Regions from separate parts of the Bombyx mori genome. Here region 2 is linked to region 1. The links are chromatin contacts, called in public Hi-C maps. All regions are on one chromosome and are shown on one strand. Each heading gives the region's core, a stretch centred on a gene start, on an enhancer-like site or on the middle of the called end of the contact. The rest is flanking DNA. Distances are from core to core; before and after follow the strand shown.

Evidence for each region. A called contact is a pair of places that touch in the nucleus more often than the background predicts.
Region 2: a contact with region 1 is called in a Hi-C map of midgut, with 1.9 times the contacts expected there. The contact joins the promoter of Iap here to the enhancer-like site in region 1. A contact is called at or near these places in 4 of 7 Hi-C or Micro-C datasets (midgut, posterior silk gland and whole pupa).

What each region holds. Positions count from the first base shown.
Region 1 is chr23:8,269,987-8,273,770 of ASM3026992v2, forward strand. No RefSeq gene overlaps it. Among protein-coding and RNA genes, the nearest start is that of LOC119630303, 15 kb to the left of the region's middle. Within about 2 kb of position 1,590, at least 2 of the 8 cell types and tissues checked have open chromatin away from gene starts, as enhancers often do.
Region 2 is chr23:8,318,229-8,322,012 of ASM3026992v2, forward strand. Iap (inhibitor of apoptosis protein) reads left to right here and starts at 2,154. Exons shown (of 2, transcript NM_001043559.1): 1 at 2,154-2,374. The coding sequence starts at 2,359.

The sequences.
Region 1 (3,784 bases), core at 340-2,839:
AGTGAGTATCTACAATCGGCATTATTGCGCCACTTTGAAAAGGCCGCACGACATGAAAACCCTCTTGTAGTCGGCCGGAATCACATACTCGATCCTGTAGACCGAATGGTAAATAGTCGACGTCCCCCAAAACACGTCATTACGGATCCTCCAGATCCATTAACGGTGCTTTTAGGTACCACACAAGCACCGGCTTGTGGTACCTAAAAGCATAGGTACCACAAGCCGGTCTTGCGACGAAAGGCTCGATGAGTGAATTAGCCCACAGACAACAGCCCTCTGAGTTTCTCCCCAGATCTCAGTGGGTCGCGTTTCCGATCCGGTGGTAGATTCTGTGAAGCGCTGTTCTTGCTAGAGCCAGTGTTAGCAACACTCCCGGTTAGAGCCCCCTGAGCTCACCTGCACGTCAAGAAGCTAAAATAGCCTCTCAAGGCTATCGCATAGATAGACATTTAAAAAAAAAAGTTCTCATCATTAAATTATGCATTATATATAGTCGAATTTTTCAAGATGACAACACCCGGTGTCCTACTCATTTGATCACCAAGACTGAGGCGTAACTCAATGTAGTCCGTAGTAAGTTCGGGGGCTAGCACATTCTATTATTTTACTTATCTTGTGGCCGTAGCTATCATAGAACACATGATATTTGACAGATCAGATTTTACTGGTGGTAGGATGACTTGTAAGTCCGCGTGGGGAGGTACAACTACCCTGCCTATTTATGCCGTTAAGCTGTAATGCGTTTCGGTTTGAAGGACGGGCAGCCGTTTTACTGTTAAAGCTAAGCTGACCTTAGAAATCATGTCTCCCCCAAGGTTAGTGACGCCATTTACATTGTAGACTATGAGTTCCGGTAACCACTTAACACCAGGTGGGCCGCGAACTTGTTTATAAATAGCATTTACACAAGTTCCGAAAAATAATTAACATTCGGACCTTCAATCTAGCGAACGATTTCGGCCGCTCGGTTGAAGATCTTCCCTTTCTTGTATGTCCCCAAAGCCTTGGCAGGCAGACGAAGATTCGACCTACTTGGTAAAGAAAGGGCACGGATGTCGGCAATGCCAGGAGTATGCCAAGCCTCTGCCTACACCGAGGAATCTCTTCAGACTCGTTTATAAGAGGACATGTTATAGCACCTAAGAAACCCCGCAAATGAAAGTTAAATTTTAATTTAGCGGCCGTCTGGTGTAGCGGTAAGTGACGTGGTCACTACACAAGGGGGTCGCGGGTTCGAATCCCACCAAGGGAAGATATTTGTATGATAAATATAAAATGTCTTTTCCAGCCTTATGGATGTATATTAAATATATCTATGTCTATAATAAAAATCTTACATTTATTTCCGTTATCTGTTACCTGTAACACAAGTTCTTTACGAACTTAGCACGGGACCAGTTAACTTGGCGTGAATGAAAAAAAAATCCCAGACTGTATGATATGTGGATCAAATCTCTCTGGAAATATACTGTGCATATATATAGTATATGATCGTAGTGGTTGGCTGCTGTATCGATGCTCGTTACTACAGCCACTGTTTCAAGGGTAAAGAGAAGATGACGGGTTCTCAAACAATTATTCAGAGGACTTCCCACTGAACACAATATGGTAAAACGGCGCATTATGGTACAGGATATTTATAATATTGTCTACAACTATACATGTTATTTTCCTGTTGTCATGGCAATCGTTATCGCGAAAATATTAATAATAAACTCTGTGTGTCACTGGTTTAATACCTAAATAATTAACAATTAAGTCATGATGTTAATTTATAGTGTGTTTTTATTTGTAGATGTTTTCTGTATATATTCTGTGATGTATTCTGAGTTTACCAAAACTAGTGCGCGTAGAATGATATCGGAATTCGATAAAAGTCACCAATAACTTAAGATTTGGATTTATTGTACGTGTTACATTATCTGTTGTATTCCATTATTGATGTATAGAGGGAAAAACTGAACAGATAAATTATTGAAAGTTTTTATTTATTTATTTTTTATTGCCCTTTGTAGACAGATGAGCATACGGCCCACCTGATGGTGAGTGGTCACCGTCGCCCATGGACTTCAGCAATACCAGGGGAAGAACCAAGCCGCTACCTATCGAGTACTAGAGTTCTGCAATGCCTTTAGATGCCATAACGTGAATATGTCACACTATTATTATCCACTAAATTCCTCTGACCTCTTGGGTCTGGCCCAATGGTGAGGACATGAATTTCAACAATATCAAATCAAATGAATTCAAAAAAATTTTATTCAACATAAATGAAAGTACATACTTGTTGAACGTCAAAATAACTACCGCCAATTCACAAGAACTAGCCTCCGTCCTGAGGAGAATTGGCAAGAAACTCAGCGGGCATGTCTTTTTTTTTTTAAGTATTAGATTTTTTTTAAATATTCATTTTTACATGAGTATTATAACCTAACAGTTATTACAATATTGAAATGCCCGGAGCGAGCAACTCATTCCCACTTTGTGCAATCTTCTAGATAATCATGTTACTATGGTTCGCACTTGCAGTTTAACAATTAAGTTCCCTAAAGTGCGTAGATACATCAGATGTTACATGTACAATCAATTTACTGTAAACAGTTTTGTATCACGCGAATTCTAACCAATTATACAGAATTAATCGAGTTCAATAAACTTTAGTCCGAATACGTGTTACCCTCAATTTACGAACTAATTTACAAACAAAAGAATCGATATTACGACAAACATAATTACACATTTAGTTCCGTGCATCAATATTTCGTGTACCTCTAGACTATCCATTTAGCAAAATAAAACATTTGAAATTCATACACAGTAAATGTGAAACTTTCAGAAGTATTCTGTCTCCTTCTATTGCAAGCAAATCCTATAGATTTATACATTTGTCTCTTTTTAGTATCGCTTTTGAAATATTGTTTTCGTTTTATCGATTTTCAAATTCCTGCGGTCATAATAAATTTTCATAATCATAAGGGCATCTTTGAGAATGCAGCTCTAAACAAATCTCACCAGCTCTGAGCAGACGTCTAGTTTTTAAAGTTAGTTTTTCCCATGTCCGTATTTTCTTTACTAAAGGTCTCCTGAGTAGGTACTTGCTTCCATACATTTATAACATGCCGACAAGCTTCTAATTTTATAAACCTTTCTATCTTGAAGGCAAAGGAAATAGAGCCTTGGTTAATAAATCTTAATCTCTTTCTGTCGATCTGTGGCAAAATCTTCACTAGTACATTCGCAAAAAACTCACTTATGTATATACATACGCACCCAATTACTCAGGTATATACATGACTGATATAGTTAGTTCAGTAAGATAATCTTATACATATCAGATATAAATTTTGTTCCTAACTCAGAGTTTAAGTGCAAATGATAAAAATGCCATGTGAAGATCTGCGATGCAAGCTGGGCTCGGTGCGGAAGCCCTAAATTTAATTCACAAATTTGTTGAAAATACTCGTAAATATTTTTATTATTGTACTTATTAACTCGAAATAAAAAGAGAAACTCTCAGGAACTAAAAACGCGACGTAACCAAAGTACTGTCAGGCGTCAGTGTAACGCAAAGTCTGGTAACCAAAACACTTTTAAGAGCATGCATTGATCCGCTTTGATGCCGGGCTAGAAACGAAAATTTTATTCGACTAACAAAGGCTTTCGACGGGTCTCGTTACTAAGTTCGCCGCGCTCCACGGCTCATCACGCAGTCATCAGATGAAAGCTCGGCCGGGTTGTAATTGATGGACACGAAACCTTCACGTCTCGTGTGACAAATTAA
Region 2 (3,784 bases), core at 904-3,403, 49 kb after region 1:
GTCGGTATGATTATGGAGTATGGAGAAACTTAAGGCTTTTTAGGTCGCTCACTAGAGGTTGTAGGTTTGAAATCTACAATGCCTATTTATAAAATGTTGATTTTCTAAGAAGTTTATCGATGTCATTAAAAGGTTAGTAGTAGTCGGCTCTACTTCATCTGCCAGCCAGTACAGGTTTGTGAATAAATAAAACATATATGCTCTCTCGTATTAATTAAGTATATTTATTTTTTTTCTAAGCTGATAGCCTTGAGAGGCTATTTCAGCGTAACCTTAACTAGTAGGTGAGCTCACGGGGCTTAAACTTGACGACGTTGCTAACACGAACCCTAACAAGAGCCGTGCTTCTCAGAATCTACCAAACTATATCAATAAATTAAACTGATAATTCTTTCTATAACGTTATTCGTATCTTTTAAAGAAACTTATAAACTTGAATAAAGCGAGGGTCCCAAATGCAAGGAAATTAGGACAATGATGAGGGGGTGAGAGGTAAGGGATGAAGACGACAGCTGGTGAGCACGTGGAAGTGCAGCTGTCGATGCTGCTGCACGCCCGCACACTCGCAGCTCGCAAGCTGTTGGCGCACCTGCCACGAGCCAATTTTTTTTTTTTTTTTCATCATTCGTTTATCCATGTTTTTTTTAATACATTTCATAACATTTTACTTAGTAAGTAAATCTGGATAGATACTTATTTTACATAGCCCGTAACATAAATAATCATTTCTTCCTAAACTTGGGTTATCATAAAGTCATTACCTACATTTTTAAAATGATTATTAATGCGTTTCGTATGAAATTATTTACTAGGAAATGGTCATTAATTAAAAGTTAATTAAAAAGCGCAAAAATGTTATGTTACGATTTTGTTGCACAGAAAATATTATATGTGCAGACATGCTAAAAATATTAGTGACGCAATCGATACGTCTTTCTGAACATTGTCAATAAACAAATCTACCTACACATAACATTAATTTATGTATGAACGATTATCACCTATCGGACTAGCATAGATTATATCGTATTTCGCATTATATCCGCGGCATCTGGAACAGAACGCCGCCGTTTGTAAATTGCCTTTTTCGTTCATGGTACTAAAAAGTTTTAATTTCATTTAATGTGATCTAAGTGTCAGTGTCAGAAACTAAAAAAAGTTACTAAGGTACATATTATTTTCTAATACTACTTTTTAATTTTAGATCGTCTTCAGTACAATACATCCTAACATTATGTGTATATGCAAAATAATATTCTGAAAATGGAATTCCCATCGGAAAGACAAAATATATAGTTTGTTTTAAATTACTAAAATGAATCAGGAAAATGAATCGACCGAAGTAAATTCAGAAAATATAGCAAGCACTTCAGGAGGTATGTATAAAATCGTTGTTACCCATTTTCCTCCAGACTTTATTTGATTGATAAGAATTATAAAATAATCGGAATTTTGAGGTAAGAATTAATTTATTATAAAAAAAGATTATTTAACTTAAATCCTACCAAATTAGAGGAATGGGTGAAACTTTAGAGAGTGGAAATGAAAGTGTAGATGAAAAATACTTTACTATAGTGCACACCGTGTGTAGGGTAGTGGTAGATGTAAACATTATAAGAGACTCAATGTCATATTCATAAGTCTACTCAATGTGCATTAAATGATACTATTTATTTAATCAGTAATAGATGGAACCCTAGGCACTATCAGCAAGCAACTGTTGATGAAATGACCTTTGAAATTGGCAATGAGGGAAAATATTCCGTAAAATTGTTGAAGTTAATCGAAACTAGCTGTATTTTACGGGTAAATCGGATACGGATAAAATTACAGAATACAGATACATTGTACTACATTTACTTTTTTAATTATTGAATAGGAGTTTTCTTCTCGTTAACATTACAGTCTCAACTATAAAAATTAAATGTAAATAGAAAAATAGCAGAGTTTATTTTAAATTAAATACAACAAGAGAGCGAAACAATAAATTCATAATCTAAAAAATCACTAAATTCTTTCGGCGGCTAAGGCTATGATTGGTTGATTCGTTGAGAGCGAGAAAAAAAGATTCATATTCGTACGTGTTAGAAAGAGTTCGAGCTACAATCCTATAATCCACTACTTGCTGCTCGGCTCGCCCATCGCTGGCGCTGCATTATTAAACTCACTTCACTTCGGTAGTGTGAATGTTAACGTGAAACTCCGCGCTCTTCTTTAGTTGCTACTCGGTTCTGTCTGGCTGCGTTGACGTTTTGGAACTTCATACTATTTTGTTTTTGCAAGACGAGTGTCAGTGATTAAACAAAAACATAAGAATATACGTTTTATGCGTTACTAAAAAAAAGGAAAAATATACCAATGGAGTTGACGAAAGGTAAAAAATTGCTTACATAACCTCTGTATCAACATATGGAGAATTCAATTTTATGAGTTGTTGTTAGTATGTTAGTAAAGCATTTAGTTATAAATATAAAATTACAGAGATTCATGTCAAGTAAATTTTTCTTAATATGGTTTTACTTTTGTTAGTTGAAATTAATTAGTGAATAATATTTGATTGTTACCACAAATTTTGTGGCTACTTATTTAAACTTCCAAAATATATTATTTATTAATAAATATTGCTCATAAATATTTCCATGTACATATAATTATTTTAGTGATTAAATACATAAAAGTATAGTTTTTCAAATTGGACTTCATACTTTAAAAACATTTTAATCCTATTAGATTTTATTTAAAACTTCTTTTAAATTATATCAAGAAAAACAGCAACTCTAGCAATACAATGTGTTTTACAAGAGACTTATTTTCTAGAATTCTGAGTGTTTATTTCTAAGAATACTGTCCAGTAATCTCCAAATAGATAAGAAACTATCAACATTTTATTTTAATCACAACTTGAACAAATGCTTAATCTGAATTTTGTGTTCAGATTATAATTATGTTTTGTTCATGTTTGTTTTTTTTTGAACTTTACTCGTTTGAATTAATTGACCTTGTCTTTATGTACACAGTACCCAACGTGGCCTCTTGTTTTGTAACAGTCACTGCCTTTAAATTTGGCAATGGCAGCTACCTATATAAATTTCATGTTGTTTTTCTATTATATGACTAACATTTGTGGATGCTACTAGTGTAAAATTAATTGGAACGGAAGGAAAATCTAATACACTGTCTGTAATAATATTTTTGATTGTTTAAAAATAACTAGGTAGATAGCATTTAAAAAATTCAAATGAAACAAGTACCGCCATCTATCGAATGATTGTGGCATTGATTATGTATACGAATACAGCCGGCGACTGTCAGGCCAATCACACTAAACATCATTCTTTCCAATCAAATTCAAAATAAAAAGAAATTTATTCGTTTTCAATAATAAAAAAAAAAATCTTAATTTTATGAACATTAGTGACAAGTAAAATTTCTTAACCCACACGCTGTATCTACGTATTAAAAAAAACAGCTTAATTAAATTCATTTTCGGATGTATTTTCTTCATGAAACTTAGAAATCTATCAATAATACTGCGGCTCATAATTATATAATGCCCATATTGTTACAACAGATTGTGCCTTTATAAGACCTAATTAAATTAAATTCGATATCAGTCAATTGAGTCATTTATATGCCAAAGTTCGTCTTTGTAACAAAGTTTGTTTTAGTCATGGGAAACATTGAATGAATGATTTCTAATGTATAGGTAAGCACGTCCACTGACTGCGTATCTAACCTATGTATGGCGCGGTCGAAATAATGAGAATATTTAAAAAAATGCAAT